3 separate regions of the Danio rerio genome follow, and regions 2 and 3 are each linked to region 1. The links are chromatin contacts, called in public HiChIP or PLAC-seq maps. All regions are on one chromosome and are shown on one strand. Each heading gives the region's core, a stretch centred on a gene start, on an enhancer-like site or on the middle of the called end of the contact. The rest is flanking DNA. Distances are from core to core; before and after follow the strand shown.

Region 1 (3,299 bases), core at 187-2,686:
TTTTTAGGCTGGTTTCCAGCCATTTCCAGCCTGGTCTTAACTGGTCAGGCTGGAAAATGACCAGCCAAATCCAGCTAAAACCAGCTTGACCAGCCTGGTTTAAGCTGGATATAGCTGGTTTTGGCTGGACTCCCAGCTTGGCTAGGCTGAAAATGGCCAAAACCCCTCTAAAACCAGCCTGGTCAACCAGCTAAAACCAGCCAACCAGCTTAGGCTGGTTTAAGTTGGATTTTTCAGCAGGGTGTTTATAGATTATATAGAACTTTTATATCCTTGCTAAAATAATAATAAAAAAGCATCTTGAAAACTGATACCTGTAGACCTGTCGTTTCAAAGAAATCTATTGATTGGATTTTACTTCTTGTATTTCATACATTGAACCATGAATGTTGGGCATGTTGTAAGCTTTTGTGAATACATCTGGTGGTTTTCAAGCCCCTGGTGAAAGACCAACCAGAACAACAGGTTTGTGAAGCAACATACGTAACGTTGTAACGTTGTGTGTTAACTAGTGGTGTTAACAGGTTCATATCCTCTAAAATAGAAGAAGTGAAAAAATGGGTCTAGTAAGTGAATGTATAGAAAGGGAAGTATGGACGTATAGAAAAGGAAACAGAACCAAGCATATGCTGACAGAAAGATTAAAAAAATCAGCTTTACTTTTTAATTCTTTCTTCAGTATATCTGTTTTTTCATCACATTGCTATAATAAACCAGACTCCTAAAATGTCAGGCTTGAAGTTATAATGACGTAGCCCAATGTTTCACATGTAAATGTTCATCTTTTGGTAAGTGTACAGCACTATTGAAGTGCTCTTACACCCCCTGGTGGACTTGTTTTAGTTTACTTACTTGAAGTAAATTGCAGGCCATACAGTTTTAAATCGTAGTAAATTGTATGCTAATAAGTTACTTAGAGAAATATAGCTAATATTTCCCTAAATAACATACACAGATTAAAAATTTAAAACGTCGTCATGTGTATTTCTAGTTGTCCATTCGGTCAGTTATTTGGTATTTTGTATATATAAGTTACTATTATAAGACACTATATAATATATTGTATTGTTGTACTGTTTTGCTAACTCGCCTAGGACGTACTTAGCATGTGCATGTCAGCCAAGACCCTATAACTTATAAAACGAAGTGTAACAGCTAAGGAAAAACAACAGATATCGCTTTTTAAAAATCACAATATTAACGTTTAACCCATTTCAATTGAGCTTTTAAAGCATCTAAATATGAATATGTTAAAACTATGCACAACGCGGAATTTATTGAAATCACGTTTATATTATTTGGGTTGTTTTTGTAAAGGTTATAATTGTTTGTTAATTAGTGGATTTATTTAGGAATTATTAACGACACAGTTTCTCATTTGATGGTCAAAAGATCATTTACTAGTTTGATTAGTTTATTTGAATGACTGAAGTGAATCGAGCGCGCTTTGCATTGTGGGTACAAAGCAGATCCAAGATGGCGGCGAGCAGGCGACTGCATAAGGTAAATATTCTGAAAAATCAGCTTTAATGTGTGCTAAATACAGAATTTACACGTTTAATCAACGTAAACTGACTCATCGAGAAGTTAAATCGCTGTTAATTCGAAACATGAAACTTTAGAGCACTCTGGGGAGAATTGTAACGTGGATGATAAGGAAGAAGCTAACGAGCTTAGCTGTAGTTCGAATAAACCTTTAAAATGGTAATAAACGATCAGAAAAAGCGCGAATAAAACAAACTCTGTTCTAAACGAGTATGATTTAGGGTGTGGGTTAAAATAAACTTTTGTATGCCTATTAAAGATTGGTTTCGTTGACAGGTGATGCTAGTTTGATAAGACAGACAGAAACTAGCTTATCAGTAAGTTTATCAACTAAGAACAAAGCAAACATAATGTCTAAATTAAAATGTAATTAATAGTTAATTATGACTGACAAAGTTTTATGGGCGATCCTAATGTGTAATCTGATTATTTGATACAATCAGAAAGAGAAACAGGAAGTGTGAATGCTGCCTTGTTTTAAATTGTTTAACGTTATATTGTACTGAAATAGTTTGACATTAGTTAACTTTAAGACCGTTCTTAATTCAGATTTAAATAACTATGGGCATATTTAAAACTTTTGGGTTTTTTTTGGACTCGTAAAGTGAAGAAATAACAGTAGTCAGTGTTTTGCCTGAACATGATCACGGTAAAACCGAAAGCATTTTGTTCTCACTTTGTGGTTCCTCAAATCTCTCAACAATTCAAGAGATGTCAGATGTCTTGGTTGCCTCATACTCTGTGTTTTATAGGAACTTGATGAGATCCGCAAGTCTGGAATGAAAAATTTCCGCAACATTCAGGTGGATGAGTCAAATATTCTGACCTGGCAAGGACTAATCGTCCCTGTGAGTGTGATAATTCTGTAAGAAATTGTCTCAAAGGTATAGTTCACCCCGAGATGAACGTTTACTCACTGTTTACTCGCCCCTTAATTGGTTCCAAACATTTATGAGTTTCTTTTTTCTGTTGAATGCAAAATAAGTTATTTTAAAAAATGTTACAGACCTGTTACCATTTTAGTAGGAAACACAAATTCTATGGAAGTCAATGGTTACAGCAGGGGTCACCAATCTCGGTCCTGGAGGGCCGGTGTCCCTGCAGGGTTTAGCTCCAACTTGCCTCAACACACCTGCCTGGATGTTTCAAGTATACCTTGTAAGACCTTGATTAGCTTGTTCAGGTGTGTTTGATTAGAGTTGGAGCTAAAATCTGCAGGACACCGGCCCTCCAGGAACAAGTTTGGTGACCACTGTGTTACAGGGTCTTAAAAATATCTTCTTTCGTGTTCAACAGAATTCAGTCAGTCAATCAGGTTTGTGACAAGTGAAGGTTGAGTAAAAGATGACAGCTTTCTCGTTTGGCTGAACTATACCTTTTATTTATTGCATTTAAGTACTTCACCACTACTAAGCATTTAGTTGCCAATCAGAAAAGTGCATTTCATTTAGCATGTGTCATGTTTTCTTAATTTTCAGGACAACCCACCATATGATAAAGGTGCATTCCGGATTGAGATCACATTCCCTGCTGAATACCCCTTTAAACCTCCCAAGATCACATTTAAAACCAAGATCTATCACCCGAACATTGATGAGAAGGGTCAGGTGTGCCTGCCGGTTATAAGTGCTGAGAACTGGAAACCAGCTACCAAAACTGACCAAGGTACGCCACGTCATGCTCATAATAATGCCAGTAAACAGATGAAGAGTTCAAGAGCAAAAACAGATATTTTTATTCATTTGAATAATTTT
Region 2 (3,363 bases), core at 751-3,250, 200 kb before region 1:
ACACAATCTACATGGTAAAAGCACTTTAGAAATAAAGATAAACTGAATTAAATAATTCATTAGTCTTCAAACGAGTATTTTATTACTAATTAATTCCCAAAAGACATTATAATTTGTATAGAAATAAAGATAAAGTGAATTGAATTAAATAATTCATTACATTTATGGGGCGACGCAGTGGCGCAGTAGGTAGTGCTGTCGCCTCACAGCAAGAAGGACGCTGGTTCCCAGAGATGGGTTACTGCTGGAAGGGCATCCGCTGCATAAAACATGTGCTGGATAAGTTGGCAGTTCATTCCGTTGTGGTGACCCCAGATTAATAAAGGGACTAAGCCAAAAAGAAAATGAATGAATGAATGAATGAATTAGATTTATGTTTTATTTACTTTTCTAATTACTATGTAAAAAAATAACTTAGTCACTCGATAAGTAATTTAATTACTTTACTCAATACTAAAAATCCACATAAATCTCAAAGAATGAACAATAGAAATGTTCTTTACATCTTTACATTATAGTTTTTTTGTTTAAAAAAATCTTAAGGTTTAATCAATATATGTGTATCAAAACACAAAAAGTTTCAAATTAATTTATTATTATCGACAGGCTAATTACAATTTCTTTAGTTAACAAATTAAGTCATTATGCAAAACATCTGATGAAAAGAATATATATATAGAAATTTACCGTAAAATAACGGCCATTAAATGTCAGACATTTACCGTAAAATAACGGCAATTTAATTACAGACATTTACCATAAAAAACAGCCATTAAATTACAGACATTTACCGTGAAATAATGGCCATTTAATTACAGACATTTACCGTAAAATAATGGCCATTAAATTACAGAAATTTACCGTAAAATAACGGCCATTAAATTGCAGACATTTACCATAAAATAACAGCCATTAAATTACAGACATTTACCGTAAAATAATGGGCATTAAATTACATTTACCATAAAATAATGGGCATTAAATTACAGAAATTTTATATAAAATAACGGCCGTTGAATTACAGACATTTACTGTAAAATAACATTCTTTAAATTACAGACATTTACCGTAAAATAACGGCCATTAAATTACAGACATTTACTGTTAAATAACGCTCATTAAATGTCTAAAATTGATCATAAAATAACAACCATTAAATTACAGAAATTTACAGTAAAATAACGGGCATTAAATTACAGAAACTTACTGTAAAAGTGGCCATTAAATAACAGCAATTTTTTTTCAATCTCTGTTATTTTACAGTATATTTCTGTAATTTAACCGTCATTATTTTACAGTTGTTTCTGGCATCCAAGCTGCTAGAAATAAACTAAAATTAGTTTTTTTAAGTGTAGTTAACTACACCCAACACTGCACACAGAACAAATCTACACATATTGAACATTTCGTTACAGTCATTCCTTTGCCACCAGCAATATTGCAAGATCTGTTCACCATGGTTTGCTTTTCTTCTCCAAATCGACTGACGTAATGCAATACAATAAACTCCAAACAAAACAGTGACTTCCATAATAGGACAAACAAATGCAAGTCAATGGTTACAGGTGTTGCACATTCTTCAAAATATCTTCTTTTGTGTTCAAATTCATTAAGGGAAATATAAATAACTTTAATTAAACAACCTAAAAATAAACAACAACCTTAAAAATAAACCCTTAGATGACTTTTTAGTGAATAATTTAATTACAGCAGCTAGTAACTTTGTAACTACACCCAACACTGCACACAGTACAAATCTACACATATTGAACATGTCATTCCTTTGCCACCAGCAATACTGCAAGATCTATTCAACATGATTTACTTTCCATCCCTGAATCGACTGACGTAACCCAATACACAATGAAGTGCAACAAACTATTTTTAAATGCACAAAGGTGCTTCAGAAGGCCTGAGCGCTGGAGGCGTGGCCTACAAAAGTGGGCGGAGTCATGGTATCATGTTAATGTTTGGCGGTGAGGAAGTCGCTTCCTCCGCTGCTCTCTCTCCTCATCAGTCAGCCATCTAGAGGGATCCAATGCTTCAAAACCACACGCCAGCTCTAATTCAAGGCTGTTTACTAAAGGTAAGCCAACTTCAATTGCATTAAACATTCTCTTAAGTTTTACATTCGTCTTCCTGTGCAGTTTTTTGCTCTTGCATCCGATAGATAGAGTTAGATAACCGCTGCAAGCTTAAGCAACTGTTACTTAACTTCCCTTCTTCATATGCGCTGCTGGGAGACTTGAAAAGTTGCAGTCTAGTCTTGATTTAGGAGCCTGCGAGGCACTTTTATTACCCTTGTTTTCCAAAAGGGGTGTGCGAACGGGATTTCCAGGAAGGAAACCATATCTTCTGTGTGGCAGTGGGGATTGTGAAGGAAAAGCAGAATGTGTGGAATGTTGAACTTTGCAGAAGCAAACGGTGTTTGAGTTATACCTTTAGAGGAGAGTTTCAATGTAGTTTTCTCATTTGAAGCAAATAGGCTTGACTTTTTTGGAGTAAAATTTAAACTATAAGTTAAACGAGACCTTTCAGTTTTTATTGAAGTAGTTGTACGCTCGTTCGTTCATTTTAACGGTCGCAATATTGTTTAACGTACCACGCTAATTTGAACATACGCTCTGAAGTCGTATTGAAAATGACAATATTAGATCATTATTAGCAAATAACACTTTTTATGAAACGATATTATTGAGGAGAAAGTCTGAAATTGCGAAAATAAAACCAAATTTTGATTGGTCAGATTTTATTAAAGTAAAGTTGGTTTTATATTCGCACGGTCGTTCATTTTAACGGTCGCAATATTGTTTAATGGACCACGCTAATTTGAATATTCACTCTTAAATTGCATTTAAATGTGACAAAATAAGAAACAATCAGTTTTTATTTATGTAAATTTTATTTTTGCTATTTCGTTCATTTTAACGGTCGCTTATTGTTAAACGTACCACGCTAACTTGAATATTCGCTTTGAAATCATATTTAAGTATGACAATATTTAATCTATTTAATTGACTGTTTACATTATTGAATTATAATGCAATAATTATTTAATAATTAATATTTAATTAATATTTAATAATTAATTTGTGACAAAATTAGCAACAATCAGTTTTTATTGAGATAAAGTTGATTTTATTTTTTCTCAATCGTTCATTTTAACGGTCAAAATAGTTTTTTGTACTACGCTAATTTGAATATTTGCACTGAAATCGGATTAAAATATGACAACATTAGCAAAAATCAGTTTTTATTGAGGTAAAGTTGGTTTTATATTAGCTCGTTCGTTCATTTTAACGGTTGCAATATTGTTTAAAGTACCACGCTAATTGAATATTTGCTTTCAAATCATATTTAAGT
Region 3 (3,425 bases), core at 775-3,274, 240 kb after region 1:
TCCACTAGTATAGTCACGATACTGGAATTTTCAACTTCGATACGATACCTTGAAAAATATCGATATTCAATCCCATTTTCGATCCCATTTTGATTTCGATTAAAAAGATGCAAATGAAGAAAAAAAGGGAAAACAACAGCTAAACCATTCATTCATTTTCCTTTGCCTCTATTTATTCATCAGGGGTCGCCACAGTGGAATGAACCGCCAACTTATTCAGCATACGGTTTACACATAACACAACCCAATACTGGGAAACATCCATACAAACTCATTCATTATGGCCAGTTTAGTTTATTCAACTCCCCTACAGAGCATGTGTTTGGAAGTTTAATAGTGAGTAGTACGATCACCTCACAGCAAGAAGGTCGCTGGTTCAAGCCCCGGCTGGGTCAGTTGGCATTTCTGTGTGGAGTTTGCATGTTCTCCCCTTGTTGGTGTGGATTTCCCCCACAGTCCAAACACATGCACTATAGGGGGAGTGAATAAACTAAATTGTCCATAGTGTATGTTAGTGAATAAGTGTGTATGGTGTTTTCCAGTACTGGGTTGCAGCTGGAAGGGCATCCTCTGTCTAAAACATATGCTGGATAAATCGGTGGTTCATTCCGCTGTGGTGACCCCTGATAAATAAAGGGACTAAGCTAAAGGAAAATGAATGAATGAATAATGGAGCAGTAAGTCATCACATTATAATGATTTCTGAAGGAACATGCGACACTGAAGACTGATGGTGATCAGCGTTGAATGACAGGAATTAATTAAATTTGATACTACATTAAATAACAAAACAGTTATTTAAAATTGTAATAATATTTCACAATTATCTACTGTACTTTTCATCAAATAAATGAAGTATGGGTGCGTAGAATTGGCTTCTTTTACAACAATGGTCTCAAACTCAATTTCTGGAGGGCCGCACCTCTGCATAGTTTAGCTTCAACCACCTCCAACTCAGGGTTGGAGCCAAACTGTGCAATTGCAGCCCTTCAGGAATCCAGTTTGAGACTTAGGCCTGTGTTTTAAAACATCTTACTGTTTGCAATCTTTTGACTGCTTGTGTATGTATTCTGAACCAACAATGTATGTGTCTTACCTAACCTCCCCACTATTTGTAGTGTACTGGCCTTTATAAAAGCCATGGAAGCTGTCAGATAAGTTGGCGTAGAACTCCAAATGCACCACATGGCTCCCTTTCTCGAAAGTGAAGCCTTCAGAGAAGAGTGCAATCTGTTCATTGGCTTCAAACTCACTGATCTGAAGATCCTGATGATGATGATGTTGTCTGGAGCCCAAAAGAAGAGCTTTGGAGACCTGTAGGTTCTTGCTGTGGAGGATGATTGCCCTCGTGTCCTGTTTTACCTCTATTTGGATCTGAACCTCTCCAGTAAACGTCAGAGAGGTCAAGTTGGGGTGAATGAGGAGGTCATAATGCTGGGGTTTGACAATTTCTGGCAACCTCATCTTATCCCAGGGGAAAGGCAGCACGGTTTTGTTCTTGTTGACGGTCATGGCATGGTTGCCAGCAAAAAGAGCACAGAACAAAGCTACTAATGTAAAATGAAAATACTTTGCTAAGAATAGCATGGCGGAAAATATGAGTTTAACGTCAGCTTTCAGAGCGTTTGATTAGGATTATGTGCTCTTGTCACTTGTTTGACACACATGAGATAGTATGCGATGTTTAGACGTCACAAAGCGACAAATATGCTCACGAATTATACGACATTAATTACAATAGGCGAAAAAAAGTTTCGAACGAACCTGCAAGATATCCGATTGGTAACGTAAATGAAAGTGAAACTACGCAGTTGTCCTCCAAATCAATCGCATTTCCTGGTTTGTCAGACGTCTCATTTTGCCCTCATATTATAGTATTATATGCTATAACTGCATGTACACACGATATAGCTTTATATATGTCGAATAACGCTATCTTTGTTAAAATAAACAGCGTTTCAAACGCTGAGGCGAACACTGTTTATCATGAATATTAATTACGTAACGTGCCGTAAGCGAATCACAGCGCGAATATCCGGCTGTTGAATATTAATAAGCTTACGTTTCCTATGAAACGTAATCAAAAGTTTGTTAATATTAATGAGCTACGCTTTAAAGCTGGGAAAAACAGCGACATCTGTCGCTGCGGGTCAAAAAACATTTATTACAAAATAGATACGTTTCAAAATCGATTATTTACATTTTATTGGACGTCTTAGTAACAAAACGAAACGTGATTTTTATTGTGGTTTTAAAATTAGACAAAATCAAAAGAAATGAAAGGTACTACATGGGGTTTTCCTCCAACTTACTTTAGTTCAGATCCTGGAAGACAAATAAACATGCTTTTGTTCAGACTATTAGAAAGTATAAATGGTCCCTGAGAAAAAGACAAAATAGTTTTGCTAATTGTATCTAATACAATTATATTCACTGATTGTAAACCTTAATTTCTTAAACACTTTATTTTAAATAATAATTCATTGTCAAAATAGTCTGAAGTGTTTGGGTGGACTCATAATTATTTAATTGCAAGGGAAAATTCTGGCAGTATTTCCAATAAGTGACCTTTCACTAGATCTTAACCATCAGAAATCTAGTTATGTATGTGAATGCTTTATAACAGTAATGCTTCAATGCTCAGTAACAAAAAAAAAAAAAAGATAAATACAAATCAATAAAATCCAATTCATCAAAATGATTTTAAAAGAGATCTGACATTAGCCCACCATTGTAAACTCACATGTAAAAAGAAAAGAAAACAATAAAACCAATTTTAAAAAATACAATAAATACAAGAACATACAATAAAACCATTGTACAGCACTACAAACAGTCATATCCGTTTATGAGTTGACAGTTTCATACAAGGATTACACTTTCATAGCTGCCAGAAATCATAACAAAATAAAATTGAATAAAGGTTTTACATTCTAAAGTGAGTCAACGTTCATTTTAATGGATAAAAACCTTTACAAAGGCCCACCGACACAATTCTTCCCATTATCTATGTGCTTAAAAGCACGTACTGTTTTACACCCCAAAATTATAACAATAATAATAAATTACCTGTTTATTTTAATAGACAAAGCTAAAGAATCTTTTATTTTGCAGGTTTCTTTCTACTCTGCTCAGTCCAGCACCGTCCAATCAGCTTCCAGGACATCACAGCTTCTCTTCCTTTCCTGCATTAGCATTTGTGATGGTCGTTGTCTAAACAGCAAAAACACAGTACATCAACACAAACCTCTCAAAAAAGAGATCTAAAAGTGCATACAGTCATGTCATGTGAAGAAGTTAGGACATATAACATCTTTTTTGTCTTGTTTTTGGCATGAAGAAATCCTAAACTATTTTTTAAATAGGCTAAATCTACAACTCTCAAGAGTTAAATAGTTACGTTTTAGCATTTTTCAATGCATTCA

What was found. HiChIP or PLAC-seq counts read pairs in DNA pulled down with a chosen protein or histone mark.
Region 2: an H3K4me3 HiChIP or PLAC-seq map of gastrula embryo shows a contact between it and region 1, with 2.7 times the contacts expected there. The contact joins the promoter of tor4aa here to the promoter of ube2l3a in region 1. A contact is called at or near these places in 1 of 18 Hi-C or Micro-C datasets (an unstated tissue) and 2 of 4 datasets of contacts at active chromatin or transcription factors (embryo and gastrula embryo).
Region 3: a contact with region 1 is called in an H3K4me3 HiChIP or PLAC-seq map of embryo, with 3 times the contacts expected there. The contact joins the promoter of erap1a here to the promoter of ube2l3a in region 1. A contact is called at or near these places in 1 of 18 Hi-C or Micro-C datasets (hematopoietic stem cells) and 1 of 4 datasets of contacts at active chromatin or transcription factors (embryo).

What each region holds. Positions count from the first base shown.
Region 1 is chr10:3,611,642-3,614,940 of GRCz12tu, reverse strand. It overlaps ube2l3a (ubiquitin-conjugating enzyme E2L 3a), which reads left to right and starts at 1,436. Exons shown (of 4, transcript NM_001002072.2): 1 at 1,436-1,503; 2 at 2,298-2,393; 3 at 3,024-3,210. The coding sequence starts at 1,477.
Region 2 is chr10:3,807,387-3,810,749 of GRCz12tu, reverse strand. tor4aa (torsin family 4, member Aa) reads left to right here and starts at 2,000. Exons shown (of 2, transcript NM_001017561.3): 1 at 2,000-2,086.
Region 3 is chr10:3,369,816-3,373,240 of GRCz12tu, reverse strand. It overlaps erap1a (endoplasmic reticulum aminopeptidase 1a), which reads right to left and starts at 2,024. Exons shown (of 18, transcript XR_012386076.1): 1 at 1,097-2,024. ccar2 (cell cycle and apoptosis regulator 2) reads right to left here. Exons shown (of 19, transcript XM_687505.8): 19 at 2,189-3,213. The coding sequence ends at 3,166. All of the region lies in intron 2 of LOC141376286 (a long non-coding RNA gene), which reads left to right.